Regions from separate parts of the Sus scrofa genome. Here region 2 is linked to region 1. A link is a contact called in public HiChIP or PLAC-seq data. All regions are on one chromosome and are shown on one strand. Each heading gives the region's core, a stretch centred on a gene start, on an enhancer-like site or on the middle of the called end of the contact. The rest is flanking DNA. Distances are from core to core; before and after follow the strand shown.

Region 1 (7,499 bases), core at 1,410-3,909:
CTGCCCAGACATTGGGGGCCACACCCTGCAGGAGCGGGGCACCAACCCAGCTGGCAGCCTGGGGCAGGTGAGGGGAGAGGGGGCCTGTGCTGCCCCGAGCCATCTGGGCTGCCGCTCTCAGGAAGGCCCTTGCTTGGCCAGCTCGGCAGGCCCGGGCGGTTGCGGCACCAGGAGGACACTTCGGCCTCACGTTGCGTGGTCTCATCCTAAGTGGCTCAGAGGTCAGGTTCCCTGTCCAGCGGTGGCCGGTTCCAGCCCCTGCTGGCCAGGAAGAGCCAGAACTGCCACTGGCCCCTTAAAAGCCAGACTGTCCAGAGGTGGGTCCACCCAGAGGGCACAGGGCAGGCGAGGGCACGCAGTGCGGGAGGCGGGCAGGCAGCGGGGGAGCCTCCAGAGGCCTGAGCCACTTAATGTGGCCAGGAAGACACCCACAGTCACGTCGAGCCCCTGGGAATGGGAGTGGGGGGAGCAGCAGCCCCTGCTCTCATCCTGGCCCTGCCTCAGCCCAGCTTGGCCCCCGCTGCCCTTCTTCATCCTCTGGCCTCTGTTTCCGAGGCACCAGGTCAGGCCAATTAGATGAGCTCACTTTTAAGACTGGCCTGGCATAAGCGCTGGGGGGTGGCCCTGAAAGAGACGTCTGCCCGGATGTGGAATGTGGCCCTTGCAGGTGTGATGGGGCCAAGGACAGAGATCAGGGCGTCCAGCATCCGGGTGGCCCTAAATCCGATGACAGAAAGCAGACACAGATACGCAGGGCGGGGCTGTGAGGACAGACGCAGAAATTGGGGCGCTGCGTCTAGAGGCCCAGGAGCACCAGCAGGAGCAGGACAGCCTGGGTGGGACCCGCCCTCATGGCCTTGGCTGCGGGCTTCTGACCTCCAGACTGTGAGAGAATGAATTGCTGTGGTTTGAGCCACCCGGTTTGTGGCGACTTGTTACGGCAGCCCCAGGAAATGGCTACGCCCAGGGACTCGGCGCAAGGGACACCCAGGGACTCGGCGTGAAGGACACGCCAGTGACTCAGCCCCGCCAGGAACGGCGGGACGGGGGCTGGGGTGCGGGGTGGGGAGGGAAGGCCCTCAGACGCGGCCATAGGGTCACCCGAGGTGGGGGAGCAGAGGGTGACTGGACCCCACTCAACCCCGTCGAGTTGTCGACTAGCACGGGGGGCTTTTCTGCACCATGGCAGAAGGCAGCTCGTCTTTCTGTCCCCTTCCTCCTGTCCTCAGAGGGCACAGCACCAGCTTCCTGGGGCGCCCTGCCCAAAGCGGCCCCCCCCAGGGCATCCCCCCCCTACACTGAGGGTGTTGGTGGGTGGAGCCAGAGAAGCCTGGCCCCTGAGGCAGGAAGCACGGCGCTAGGGCCGCCAGGTCGATGGGTCCCGGAAAGAGTCTGAAAGTTCCACTGGGGTGTGGGGGCCCCCTCACTGCACCCCTGCTGGGCTGGACCATCCCTTGGCAGGAGTGGGGATAGGGTGGGACCCCCGGGAACACTTCCAAGTGGATTTGTAGGTTCTCTGAGGAGGGGGGAGGGTAACCAGCGATTCTGGGAGGAAGGACAAGATGGGCCTGAGTGAGGGGTGAGGTCGGGAGCCCCGGGTACCCCATGTGCTTGGGGCCCAGCCGTGGGCTCTAGTGTGACAGCAAAACGAGGGGTCTGACCTCCAGGAACCCCCTCCGCCCCCCCGAAGCCCAGGGCTGAGGGCACACGGTGTCCCAGGAGCATGTGACAGCAGTGAGGTCCCCTGCCCGGCCCCAGGCTTGCTGCTTGGAGAAGGGCCACTCCGAGCAGGTAAATGGGGGCCCCACTGACACGCAGGAGTGTCGCCACGGCCTGGGGGTTCAGGCTGTGGAGGGTGGTGCCTGTCCTGAGGAAATGGGGTACTCTCTTGTTGGGGTGCCCTGGAGGGTGCTGGCCTGGTGCCATGTAGACACCCCGCTCAGAGCAGGTGAGGGGGGCTGGGGGACGTCTTCTAGGAAGGCTTTGCAGGGCTAAAGTCTCCAAGGTGACCCTCACTTGCTCCTGCCCCCCCGGGGGGGGTGACGGTGAAGGGAAGGCTGGGGGTGGCGGGGGGCCATGGGGTCCCACGCTGACCCAGGCCCGCCCTCTGCGCCAGGAAAGTGCCGGCTCACACCCCGGAGCACCGGGCAAGACCCCCCGCAGCGGCGTTTCCCACACTCCCCTCAGCCGCCTTTCTCATTAGGGCGCTCTGGGTGCTTTCATCTCCGTGAAATTGCAGGTTTGCCGGAGCGCCCAGGCCCCCGCCAAGTCCCTCAATTAGCTGGCGTCCTCTGTGGCCTTGGGATGGCAAAGCCGCTGCCCCTGGGAACGGGCCCGAGCCCGCTGGAGGCAGAGGATCCGGCTTCCACTGGCCCCTCTCGGGACCTGACCCGGGATGCTTGCATCATGGAAACTGCTGTCAGAAGCCCTGTTGCCCCAGCTGCCCAGCTCACGGGGAGCCGGGAGCGCGGACTCGGCAGGCAGCGCCGGGCGGACGTGCCGCCTGCCTCTCCCTCCGGGCCTGCGGGGGCCGGTGCCTGGGAGCTGCGATGTCACTGTGATTCCACGCGGCTGCCAAGCGCCCCGGCGTGATGGCCCCTCCTGGCCAGCTCGGCACTGACGCAAATCAAAAGCTTCCAGCTCTCCCAACAGCTGTCACCCGGTCCTCCCCCCGGCAGCCCTGTGGTCCACAGTGGGGAGGGTGACGGTGGCGGGCTCCAGCGTGGGGCCTGGCATTTGAGATAACCAGCTGCTCTTTAAAGGGCGGCCAGCGTGGCACATAGGGCTCCCTGGAGGTCCAGGAGAGCCAGCCACTCTCACAGCCCCCTGGCGAGGTCAGCCGCCCTGCAGAGCCACAGGTCCTGCCTGCCAGGCCACCTCCGGCCCTGCCACCTCCGGCCCTGCCTCCCCACACAGTGGGTGCCGGGGGTCCTTCAGTGCTGGGGTCCAGCAAACGCTGGCTGCTTGCGCAAAGTGGTACGAGGAGCCTGGGAGAAAGTCAGGCAGGTGGATCCACTGCAGGGATGGATGGGGGCAGGGCACAGGGCAGAGCAGGGTGGGGTGGGGCCCCAGTTTCCCCGGGGTCTCCCTAGACTGCAGGTGTAAGTAGGTCCGTGCAGAGCTGCTGCTGCGGGGCCTCCCTGGGCCCCCAAGGGGCTGCTGGCGTCACACCTCTCAACAGAGCTTTGCCGGGGTGCCCACAGAAAGCAGACTCTGGGAGCCTCCCAGGGACGTGGGGACTGCGAGCCCTCGGAGCCAGAGCAACCTTCCCGGTGTCTCCGGATGAGAGCCGTTGTGGGAGCCTGCCTGCCCTGGAAAGGCCCCCTCAGGCTGCACGCCGGAGTGCTCTGTCCTTCCTTACACACGCACACACGTGCTCACACACCCGTGCACACACACACACACTTATACCTGTGCACGCAATGAACACGTGCAGCGTTCTTGCACACGCCCTCACATAGTGTGACGCGCGCACACACACACACACACACACACACACACACACAGGGTGGGTTCAGCTGGTTTCTACTCCCAAATCAGCCCTTGCTGTCACCAACAGTGCTCGTTCCAGGATTTTGATCAATTCCTGCTCAGTGCAAGGACCTCTCCTCTCTTCCGTGCCCCTTCCCACCACGGAGGCAGGACCCGGCCCCCCTGCCTGGGACACAGTGGACATGGAAGAGCAGGTTGTCCAGGGCCCGAGGTGGCCGCCTGGAAGGGGAATGTGAGGCCTCCGCTTGGGGTCCAGGGGCAGGTCCCGGCGGGTGGGACAAGACAGGAGCCAAGGTCTTGCCGCGAGGGTGCCTTTGCCTTGACAGGCATCGGGGTGGCGAGACTGCAGTTCCCATCACCTCAGCCCCACCACAGACAAAGGCAGCTGTGCAGAGAGAAGCCCACCCCGGGGGTCGCTCTTGGGGGGCGCTGCTGACCCCACCCGTGTGGATGGCCCTCAGAGGTTGAGACCCCTCCCAGAGGTGCGTCTGAGGTAGGGGGTGGCCTGTGTGGTCCTGTGTGAAATGTCAGGTACCCAGGGCGGTCCACAGGGCCAGCTGGGCCTGCTGGGAGGACGGCCTCCCCTCTTCCCGTCTGGGGGCTCTGTCCTGTCCTTGTCCCAGAGCAGAGCAGCTGCCATCGCGCTGTGGGGATGCTGGGGACCTTGGACCCGTGGCTGGTGCACAGCCTGCAGCCCAGCCCTGAGTCAGGGCCGCTGGGCATCAGGTTACCCAAGGAGTCAAGGGCTGGGGGCGACCCGGTCTTTCTGTTTGTGGCTGTGGCTGTTTTCCTTCCTCGGCCCCACTGCTGCCCTGCTGCGCAGTTCAGGAGGTTCCCACTGGCAGTGCCGGGCATCCCCGAGCCCTTTCCCACGTGGATGGATGAGGTGCGGTGGGGGCAAGGAAGGAACACTACCACCCAAGGACCAGACAGACAGAGGACAGCCTGGGTCTCACAGGACACCCCGGGCTGGCGGGGCTTCTTGGAGCGGGGTTCAGGCCCCATGAACCGGATCTCCCGCTCTGGGCTCGGGGAACTGTAGGCTTCTGGGCAGCCCCATGTTCTCAGTCACCAGAGGCCAGGGCAGGGCCAGCCTGGTTCCTGGACCCCCTGGGCAGTGGGCTCCTGGGGCTGCTTAGGAGAGGGCTGTTTTCTGTAGGCAGGTGCCCCTCCCGAGGGCTCCCTTTCTGCTCTCGGGCTGAGGCTTGTCTTTGTTTTGTTTTAATAACCTAAACAATTGGCACAGGCTACATCAGCTGATGGGCAGGCGGCCGATGGTCACGCTGTCCGCGTGGCCAGGCTGGCAGCTGTCACGTGTAAGCGGGGAGGGGGCTGGGGTGGGCGAGTCCAGCAGTGCTGCCCCCGAGGTGGAAGCACCCCCTCCACTCCCCACCCCGCGACAGGAAAGGTTCTGGAGGAGTGAGCCGCCCCCCTCCCCCTCCACTCCCCGCGAGCCCCCACCTGCAAAGGGAGACCTGGCTGCCAGCCCCGCACCCCCGACAGTGGGGGCGTTTGTTCTGCTGTTCTAGCCGAGCAAGGTGAACGCGGCCGGCCGTCTCCACTCTCCCGCCACTCCCGCCAGGCCTCCGTGGCCAAGCCCGAGTCGGTCTGCCCACACATTCCAACCTGCCCTTTGGTTTATAAGACGTAAATATTTGCTCTTCCATTAAGAAAATAATCAGGAGTTATCCTCTAAGTGCAGTGTACACACCAGCGCCCTTCAAAGGCAAACGCTGCTCTTTCTAAAGCTTAGGAGAGAGCCGGGCTGGGCGGCTCTGGGGGTGTAAACCTGCCCCCCCATGCCTCCACCTGCCTGAAGCTTCTGGAAAGCTCAGGGCACCTGGGGAGGGCAGCATGCAGGAGCCCTGGCCTGAGAGGAGGCGGGAGGAGGCGGCCCTGGCAGCTTGAGGCAAAGCCGAACACCCAGTGGGGCCCTGGAGAGGCAAGAACAAAGCCCGGGCCTGGGCGGCACAGGGGTGGCTTCTGTCGGGGGTGTTTCTGGGCCCCAAGTGCTCACAGGGCCTTGCTGGAGGAGCAGAGGGCAGTGAGATAGAGAAGGGGAGGGGGGTATCGTCCTGGCTCCTTCACAGCAGCTGCCCCCCACCCACCCATCCCCCCGCCTCCCCAGCAGGTGAGGCTGGAGCTGGTGGCCAGGGCCCTGCTGTGTGGGACCCCACGCAGGCGCGTGGCTGCCCTCAGGGGCCTCACGTCCACCGAGCTGGGAGCGTTTACACCACGGTCATGGGCAGGTGCAGCGAGAGGGCTGCTTGTCCAGGGCGGTTCACCAGCATGCTGCTAGCTCTGGTCTATGAAGGCCTGTCACCTCTCAACCCTGGGGACTCGAGGACAGGAAGGAGTATGTGGAGGGCAGCACAGAGGGCCCTTCCAGAAGATTCCCGGGAACACACAGGACAGCAAATGAACACCATGACCCCTCAGGCCACGCTCTCCCAGTGCCCGCAGACCCTTCCCCTGGACCCCGAGGCCAAGCTCTTGCAGGCACAGCGGGTGACCCCCTTGGGGTGCTGTGTCCACGGGGGCCCCACATGGTGGCTCCGGAAGTCCTGAGAGTGGCTTCCTCACAGCCGCCGTGCTTCAAATATTTACGGGGAAGCCTAGAGCCGCTTCGGACCCGGTGGTGTCGCTTCTGGGGCCCCAGCCCCTGCTCTCTCCCCAAGGGGCTCCTGCAGGATCTGCCCCCGATGGGTCCCACCGAGGAAGCCCCTGGGAGGGGGGTGCAGGGGGAAAGGTGCCAGGACCCCAGTCTCACCCAGGCCCATCCCATCCCCGCCTGACCCCGGCTCCCCGCTCCGGGGACTGAATTTCGAGAACTACCTGAGGCAGGGCAAAGCCCAGAGAGACCTGGGCCTGGGTGTGGGGAGGCGCGCTTTCTGTTCCAGCAGCAGGACAGAAAGATTAGGCAACAGACCTCCTGGGGGCGGGCGGGGGGACATGGCCTCACAGGAACTGCCAAGTGCTAATAAGGACACCCTGGCTGCAGTCGCAGCCCATGGCCGGCCTTCTCTCTTTCCTTCTGGAAGGTGTGCCTCCCTCAGGAAGTGGCCCAGTGGGCTGGTCTCACCATCCTTCCCCAGTCCCCAGGGGACCCCCCATAGGGTCTGTGGACAGTCTGCCACCCCATCAGCCTGGAGGATGCCTCTCCACTTGTCCAAAGACACAGGGCAGCTTCCTGCCAGGTCCCCTCTGCATCCCACATTCTGGATGGTTCCCCAGGGCAGATGTCCGTGAAAGGCAGGCCTGCTTCTGCAGCCACACGGGTCTTCAGCTGGCATCGCCCTCCTCCACTGGACGGCTACCCACCCCCGTTTGGGAGCTGCTGGGGCAGACAGTTCCCAGGGGGGCTTCCAGGGGCAGGAGTGCCCCTGCCTGGGGCCCTCGGGAGGCTGCCCGTCCCAGAGCACAGCCATGGACTCACCTGCTGAGAATCCAGACTCCGGGGCGGGCAACTCTGAAGTGGGCCGCCCTCGGCCCTTGTCTGCCTCTGAGCATCCCGGCTCACTCTGGAGGGAGTCCCCTCCAGGCATGTTGGGGACCTCGGCCCCACCCTCGATTCTCTGCCATCCAGGCTCTGCAGGTTGGGTGGAATGTTCCTGAGATGAGACCCTTCGTCCCACGGTCCAGTGGCTCCCAGACCACACTGAGTGGGTCACAAGCTGTCCTTCTCTGGGTCATAGTACCCCTCGGGAGTGGGGGGGTGGCAGGGGACTTGTCCCCTCTGTTTTAGGTGGAGTCCACAGAGCTCTCTGGGGCCTTTCAGCAGACAAGCAGGAGCAGCAGGACGAGGGCCTCCGAGGGTCTGAGCCCACACGTTCCAGCGCGGACCGGAGGCCACGCCCTGATGCCCCACGGGCTGCACGGGGCCCATACTGTCCCCAGACGTCCTCCCTGCCCGCCCTGGGCTTTATGGCTGGACCACAGGCCCCCCCTCCCTCCAGAATCACCTGGGGAGGAAGGGACGGGCCCCCATCTGCAAAAACATGATTCAG
Region 2 (7,499 bases), core at 1,444-3,943, 57 kb after region 1:
GGGCCTGAGCCAGCTGGATGACAACTAGACACTGGGGTCAGAACCAGACCCGCAACAGTCCCGGCTCCCCCGTTTGAACCCTGTCTGCAAACACTTACAGCAGCGCAGGGGGCGATAAGGAAACTCACCCCCAGAAAAGACCTCCAACGTCCAGCCCGCGGGCAAGGCGTCTGGCGTACGGGGCCACTCCAGCAAAGGGCCAGCGGAGGACAGGGGGGGCCACTCGGCCCCGCCGCCCCCATCCCCAGCCAAGGCCAAGGCAGGCGGGCTTGAGCCCAGTCCTGCGGAAACGGGCCAGGGACGCTGCCCGGGCACGGCCATCAGGGACCGCGGAGGAAACAGCTTCTCTCGGCCTCACGACTCAGAAATGACAACAGAAACAAAACATGAGCCAGAGTGCACGTGACTCGAGCTGGGCCCTTAGCGACGCTGAGTAAACTGTCATTAGGGGAACACAAGCCCCGTGACTCTCCCACCTTCACGGGAACTGCGCACGGGAGCCTCTGGGCATGGGGTTTGCATCACAAGCCTCTCTCCTACCACACCGTACACCTTGCCTTACGAGGGGCGCGCGTGTGCACACACACCCCACGCACACACCACACACACACACACCCCCACTGGCCCATCCATATTCACCGCGGACCCCAGGGGTTCGTGAGAATCAAAAGGAACTTAAACCCAACACAACTGGGTGAGATCCTGAGCATCTGACAAGAATGTATCCTCCTGCAAGAAGATCTGAGTTCTTTCTGCAGAAGAGATCGGCTAAGGGAGAGACGGCTTTGCTGTCCTAATTAAATCAGCATGTAGGTGCCAAAGATATCATTTATTAGTTTCGACGGGAGAACAAAAATAAAGTCACAAAGCAAAGCAAAAAACAGGCAGGGTGAGCGAGGCACGTTCTTAACGTGGCTTAGGTGGCAAGATCCCTGCTCTCACCCCCGCCAAAGTATTTCATCGCTCCTTGTTCAATGGAAGAGCTGAAACAGGACGACTGCTCACTGCTGCCTTTGCAAAAATAAGTTTCCAAAAACGGGTAAGAGCGACTGGTTTTACCGTTTAATAATTATCTGCTAAGGTGGAAGTGCCCAGTTTCACTCCAATTGGTCCTTCCACCCTCAAGGCAGGGCTGGCTTACGGCGGTACAGAGATCTGCTCGTTTGTTTTCATAGTAAATGAACAACCGACCTCCGCGGGTTTAAAACCGGAATGAACGACGACACTAAATAAAAGTTTAATGAAGCAGATCTGAAGTATGATCCGAAAAGCAAGAAAATAATTGCCCAGCTTACAAAAATCAATCTCTCTCCCTTCTACAAGCAACCCCGACTCCCACGTACACCCAAGGAGAGACAGCCTTCCAGAACTGGAGGCTTAAGTTGATGAAAATTTGAAAATGATACACTTGGCAGAAGTCACAGTGACAGGCAAACCTGAGTCCTTACCTGATAAAGCTTTACGATATGAGGATGATTCAGAAGCTTCATGATCTGAACCTCACGATATATTTTCTCCAAATTGCTTGAATCTAATCGTGTTTTGTCGATTATTTTTATTGCAACCTAGAGTTTTTTAAAAGATAAAGGAAGTTTTGTCTTAAAAAAAACCTTCTCCCTTAAGCTAATTTACACATTTCACTTTTTGTGGGTTAATTTCTAAAACACTTTGCCTCCCCAAAGGTCACAAAAAGTTCGGGGAGGAAAATAACTGAAGTAATCATTAATATTACTTAAAAAGTCAAAGTTCAATAAATGCCTCGTCCTTGCTGGCTCCAGCTCTGGATCATTATTCTCTTTGCTGCCCCCAATATTCATACAAATTACGCATAATCATAACATAAAGCTTTTTTTCTCTTCATCAAACTGAGAACTGTCAGCATTCAGACCTCAGGACGAAGGACCCCACAGGCAGGGAGGGAATCCACCAGCTCCCGGCCCCAGGGGGCAGCGTCCACCCCGGGTCCCGCCGCCACACGCACCTGGGTTTTGGTGACTCGATGCCGGGCCAGCTTCACCACCGCGAAGTTGCCCTTGCCCAGGGTCCGCTCGATGTCGTAAAAGCCCACCCGGAGGGGCTTCTGCTGGCCCTGGCCCGAGCCCGCGGGGGCCGCGCTCAACTCCGACATGATCACCATGGCTCCGGGCCGCACCTGGGGGGGAGCGCGCTCCGCTCAGCTCGGCGCTGGCCGACCGACCCCCGGAGCCCCCAGCCCGCGGGGCGCGCGGACGCGCCGCCGCTCGCCGCCACCCGCCCCCGCCGGCGATCAGCTCCACCGCGACCCCCGATCCTGGAGCCCCGCGGGACGTGCGCCCCGCTCCCAAGCCGGCCGGCCGCCCCGCTCGGGCTCCGGGTTCCAAGCCCCCCCCGGGGGTCGCGGACCCGCCCGCCGACCGTGGTCGGCTCCATCCCGAACCTCGAAGCCCGGCTGCCAGCCGCCGCACAACAAAGGGGAGGCCGGCGACGGCGCCCCGGCCCGCGCCCCCGCGCGCGCACCTGCGGGGCCGCCGGAGCCCGCAGCTCCGAGCCCCGCGGCGGCCGCCCGCCCGGCGGGCTGCGCCTCACCTCCGACGCCCTCGGAGCGCCGAGGCCGGGACGCCGCTCGCCCCGCGGCCCCTGCTGCCCGCTCGGCCACTTGCGCTGCCCGGCCGCCCGCTGCTCGGCCGCCCGCCGCCCGGGCCGCGCCGCATGTCAGCTCTGAGCCCGGCGCGGCGCTCTCCGGCCGCACGCGCCGCGCGCCCCGCCCGCCGGGCCCGCCCCCGCCACGCCCCCACGTCGCCGGCCCCGCCCACGGCGGCCCCGCCCACGCCGCCGCCGCCGGATTGATACATCCCCATTGACGTCCTTTTGACGCCAGAGCGACGCGCGGCCGAGCGCCAGGAGGAGGGAGAGCGGGAGATCGGGCGGTTGCCAAGAGACTGGCGGCTCTGACGCGCGCGCTGATGAGGCCGTCGCCTTGGCGACCGCGGGGCGGTGACGTCAGGGGCGCCGGCCGCCCGAAGCTCGCCAGCCCGCGCCCGCGTTCCCGCCGGCGCGCGCCCCCTACCGGACATCGCGGGCGCTGCGGGCGGCTTAACCCTTCCATCCCCGGGCGCCACCCTGCCTCCTGCCCGCGTGTGCGGGGACCCTCCCAACAGGGTCGGTTCTAGCGCGGTGCCAAAACCCTCTGACGTGCAGCACAGTGGCGGCGGCGTCCTGCTGGACCCCTACTCGAGGGTCGCCATTAGCCGGATGGGGATCTCATGTGTCCCCCATTTTCTGTCGGAAATAATAGAGACAAGGCCTTGGAGCCTATTAGGGGAAGTACTGGGTGGGGCCTGGGAAACCTCACAGACTCGCAGATCCGGCACAGGGTGCAGGTGAGAGCAGGCCAGCTCCCACACCCCAAATTGGCTGCCCTCCAGAGGGTGGCAGCTACGTACATGGAGGACCTGGGCAGCCCAACTCCAGTTAGGAATCCTAGTTGTTTAGCTAGTTAGAGACTTCAACAGGGGACTCGTGATCTGCATCTCTGCAAGCTCCCCTGGTGCATCAGAGTGTCATGGGGGCTGCGACTGAGCCCCTGGGCTGGGGGCAGGGGAACGCTGTTAGTTGTCTGTCCTCCCGCCTTGCCTCGCCCCACCCCAGGCGGGCCAGGGGAGTGGCTCAGCCGCCTGCTCAGCTCATTCTCTGTCCAGCCTGTGGGTCAGAAGCCAGCTGATGACTGCAGGCAGTTCTTTGCCGTGAAGCTCCTCCCTTTGGTGGAAGAACCCGCAGGCTGGAGAGAGGAGGAAAGTCCCCAAGGGCTGGCTTCTGGGATGGCCGGAGGACGGATGCGAAGGGACTCCACTCAAGGTCTTCCCGTTCCTGGGGCCGGAGATTTGCGAAACCCAGTCACAATACCCTCAGTAAAGGTCGGCCCTTTGACGAGCGTCCAGGTGCTCTGTATACAGGTGGCAAAAGAGCCCTGTCCCTGGGAGGAGCAGCCCCTCCCAAGACGGCCGACAGACAGGGGCAAGAGCAAGAGCCTCATCCCTGGCGAGCCTGGACCCTGCAGGTCCCCTGGCCTCAGTTTCCTCTGCCTGCTGCCCGATCCACAGCGCCATCTGCCCAGGGCTGCAGGAGTGGGGACTTTGCCCTCCAGACCCCGGTGCCCACAGCCTCGTCCCCACCCGGCAGCAGATGTGGGGTATCCAGCGGCCTCACGGCTCACTTCACGTTCCTTCATCCTCACCAGAAAAGGAAATGTTTCCTGAGGGATGACAGAGAGTGTGGCCAACCGTATTTCCTAAATGTTAGGGAGGCAGCATCATGAGAGTTAAATTCTGCCTCCAGCTTAGAATCACATCCCCTCGTGTTAAATAAAAAGACCACTTAAGAGAAGGGGGTGGGAAACAAGCATCAGTCAGAGTGGGAGTTCCCATGTGGCTCGGTGGTTAATGAACCTGAGTAGTATCCATGAGGACACGGGTTCGATCCCTGGCCTCACTCAGTGAGTTAAGGATCCGGTGTTGCTGTGAGCTGTGGTGTAGGTCACAGATGCGGCTCGGATCCCGCTTTGCTGTGGCTGCAGGGTAGGCCAGCAGCTACAGCTCTGATTCGACCCCCAGCCTGGGAACCTCCATATACTGCAGGTGCCCTAAAAAGACAAAAGACAAAAAAAAAAAAAAAGAATGAATCAAAGTGGGTACAAAACTTAGACACCTTCTTGGGAGGCTTCCGCGTGGCGTGGGCAGCTGCCCTGCCAGGGCACTGGTTGGCACTCCCACTGCTTCTCCTGGTGCCCGGTTGCCCTCCTGGCCAAATATTTCCCATCACCCTCTGCTTGGGCAGTTGCTTGTGGGTTGAACTTGTTCTGAATGGCCTTTCAAGGACACGAATAGTCCCCGAGGTTTCTTTAGTCTTTCAGAGGTGCCTTCATTTTCCGTCCCAGGTTTATCCACCCCGAGAAGCTGGAGGGCCATTTTGACTTCCTTCCTGCTGAACAGTGTACGGCTGCTTCCCTCCCCTTCTGGGGTCCCGGCACCCCACTCGTCTGTCTCTTCCTAGGAGAAGATGACACCCGGGACCCGAGTGCACTGCCTACCGTCCTGCATTCTGTCATTTCTCGGCTTTCCTTGGTTCGTCCAGGTGACACCCAGGAGACTGGCTCCTCCACCCACTCCGCGGCCCCCCCCAAACGCCCCAGATCTAGCCTGAGGTGTTTGCAAACACCCGGCTGGCTGTTTTGGAAACATTTTGTCAGCGCAGAATAAAAACTGCCACCCAGGAGCCAAGGCTGCCTTCCCCAAGGCCCCTGGACGCAGGTGTGCTTGGCCCGGCTCACAGCAGTTCCTGAGCCCCCGCCATCTGACCCTTGGGTGGGGAGCCCGCAGGCAGGGCAGGGAGAAACCGGTCTCAAAAAGGCTGTCATCGCCCACAGTGGGGCTCCTCCTGGCACCTCCATGAAGGTGCCACAGACAAGCCTCTGTTTCTAAGTGACCTTAGTTGCTGCTGGTATCCTTGGCCTCTGAAGGCTCTAATTCCTTCCGGAATGCTTGATTTCTTGTCAGATTTCTAGTCTTCTGTGCTTTGGACAAGGGATGAGGAGAAAATACGTGTGTCCTTCTACAGATGTAAGCAAACAACTTGAGGAGTGAGTTCTCCACGCACACGATGGGAGAGTCTCCCAGATTCTGCAAGAATGGTGCTCGGGGCGCGTGCGTGTGTGTGGGTCACTGCACTTTGGGAGGAACCCTGAGTCGGATTTCTCTTCCTTTTGGAATGTCTTAAGCCCGTCTTCGAACTGCCGTGTTTCTGGACGCCACCTTGCCTCTTCGAGATGGCCAGCCTGCGGCCCCCCTCAGCAGGAAGTGGGTCTCCTACCTTCCTGGGCTCCTGGCCGGGCACCCTAGGGGCGGACAAGTGAATAAATGTGGGGAGTGGGGCTGGGAAGCCGCACTGACACAGGCAGAGGGGCTCCAGCCTGTCCCCAGTGGGTGTCCTGGGCCTGCTCCCCTTCGTGAATGAAGGTGGGGGCGTGCTGGCGCCTCTGTCCAGGTGGCTCCCCCATGGTCCCCAACAGTAAGACGAGGTACTTTCCTTTCTTGGGTTCCTCCTCCGAGATGCCCAAGGCCCTTCTCCCAGCTTTGTTTCATCTGGTTTTGTGTGGTTTATTGAAGGCATCAGCCCAGTGACTTTCAGGTTTGAGAAAATAAGACCCACCACCCCCAGCAGCACTAGGGTGGCCCCGGTCCCGTCTGCTGCCCTTGTGTTTGCAGAGCCTGACACAGACATGCTAAGAGACCTGTGTGCACCGGGTCTGGGAGATCCAGCCCCCGGCCTGGGGGCCGGCAGGTGGGAGGAAGCTCAGGGGCCGGGGTGAGCCAGCCAGCCACACAGCCAGGAGTACCAGCCTCCGATGGCTTCTGCTCTGATACCACCGCTCCCGTGACTGAGGGGCGGGGGCAGGTGCCTCATTCCAGGCCCCCGCAGGCTGGGAGGGAAGGAGTCCTGGGGACATCGGGCCTGCAGCGTGGGCCGGGGGACCTGGAGAGGCGGCCTGGGATGGCCGGGCAGGTTTCCAACCCCTTGGGTCTCTTGATCGCACCAGCAGGACCCCAAAGGACCCCAAAGCCCTAGACTTTCTCTTCCCATGGCTGTTTTCCTGTCACCAGCAAGGAAGCAGGTGTGCTAATGGGGTGGCCGTGACGGATCTGGCGTCTGGGGGCTCACCAGGCCTTGGGGCATCTGTCTCCCTGAGCTGGGTTCCGAGGACAGTGGTCCTACGGTGACTGGAGGTGGGGCCGCAGGTGAGGGTCAGCCAGGGCCCATGTGAAGGCTACACACCTGCGGGGGACTGGATGAGAAAAGCCAGATTCCTGTGGGGTGATCACGGGCCCCGAGGGCCCCCCTCCCCGGGGGCAAACCGCGATCCTCAGGTGGAAGGAAGCGGCAGCAGGAAATGCCTGCCTTTTCCCCACTGTTTTAGGGCCGTTTGGGGCGGTCAGGGGAGGCAGAGCGGAGCCCCCGGGGTGGGCTGGCCCCGGCACACGGGGAGGAGGCCCAGGAGCCCAGTGTGGGGCCGTGGGGCCTCCTGCCGGGGCTGAGCAGAGCCCTCCCCTACCTGTCCGTGGCCCCCCCCCCCCCCCCGCGTCCAACTCGGTCGCTTGCATCACTCTTCACTCATTCCACAAATAGGCGAACTTCTACTCTTTGCAAGAACTCGGCTGGGCCGCCGCTGAGCATGCGTGAGCTTTGCGACAGGCAGGCAGCTAGTAGGGACAGCAGGACAGGAGGGGCCGGGTCAGAGAGAGGTGAGACCTCCTGGCGGGCCAGGGCCAAGGGCTTCCCCCGCCGGCGTCCACCCAGCCTCGTGAAGCACCTGCTGCGTGCCATGCGCTGCTGAGGCCGTGGGAACAGTAGGAGGGCGACAAGACGCCTTCTCCAGAGGCCTCATCCAGCTAAGGGGACAGACAATGAAGACAGGTCGATGGCTGGGATGCTTCCAGCAGGCAGCTGCTGGGCAGAAGACAAAACAC

The links. HiChIP or PLAC-seq counts read pairs in DNA pulled down with a chosen protein or histone mark.
Region 2: a contact with region 1 is called in an H3K27ac HiChIP or PLAC-seq map of skeletal muscle. The contact joins the promoter of SIK1 here to the enhancer-like site in region 1. A contact is called at or near these places in 6 of 47 Hi-C or Micro-C datasets (epiblast stem cells, fibroblasts, heart right ventricle and 2 more) and 2 of 2 datasets of contacts at active chromatin or transcription factors (alveolar macrophages and skeletal muscle).

What each region holds. Positions count from the first base shown.
Region 1 is chr13:206,405,787-206,413,285 of Sscrofa11.1, forward strand. No RefSeq gene overlaps it. Among named protein-coding and RNA genes, the nearest start is that of SIK1, 56 kb to the right of the region's middle. Within about 2 kb of position 2,660, at least 26 of the 83 cell types and tissues checked have an H3K27ac peak or open chromatin away from gene starts, as enhancers often do. A contact at or near this core is called in skeletal muscle, where this site is marked.
Region 2 is chr13:206,463,109-206,470,607 of Sscrofa11.1, forward strand. It overlaps SIK1 (serine/threonine-protein kinase SIK1), which reads right to left and starts at 2,694. Exons shown (of 14, transcript XM_021071058.1): 1 at 2,566-2,694; 2 at 1,982-2,152; 3 at 1,449-1,565. The coding sequence starts at 2,137.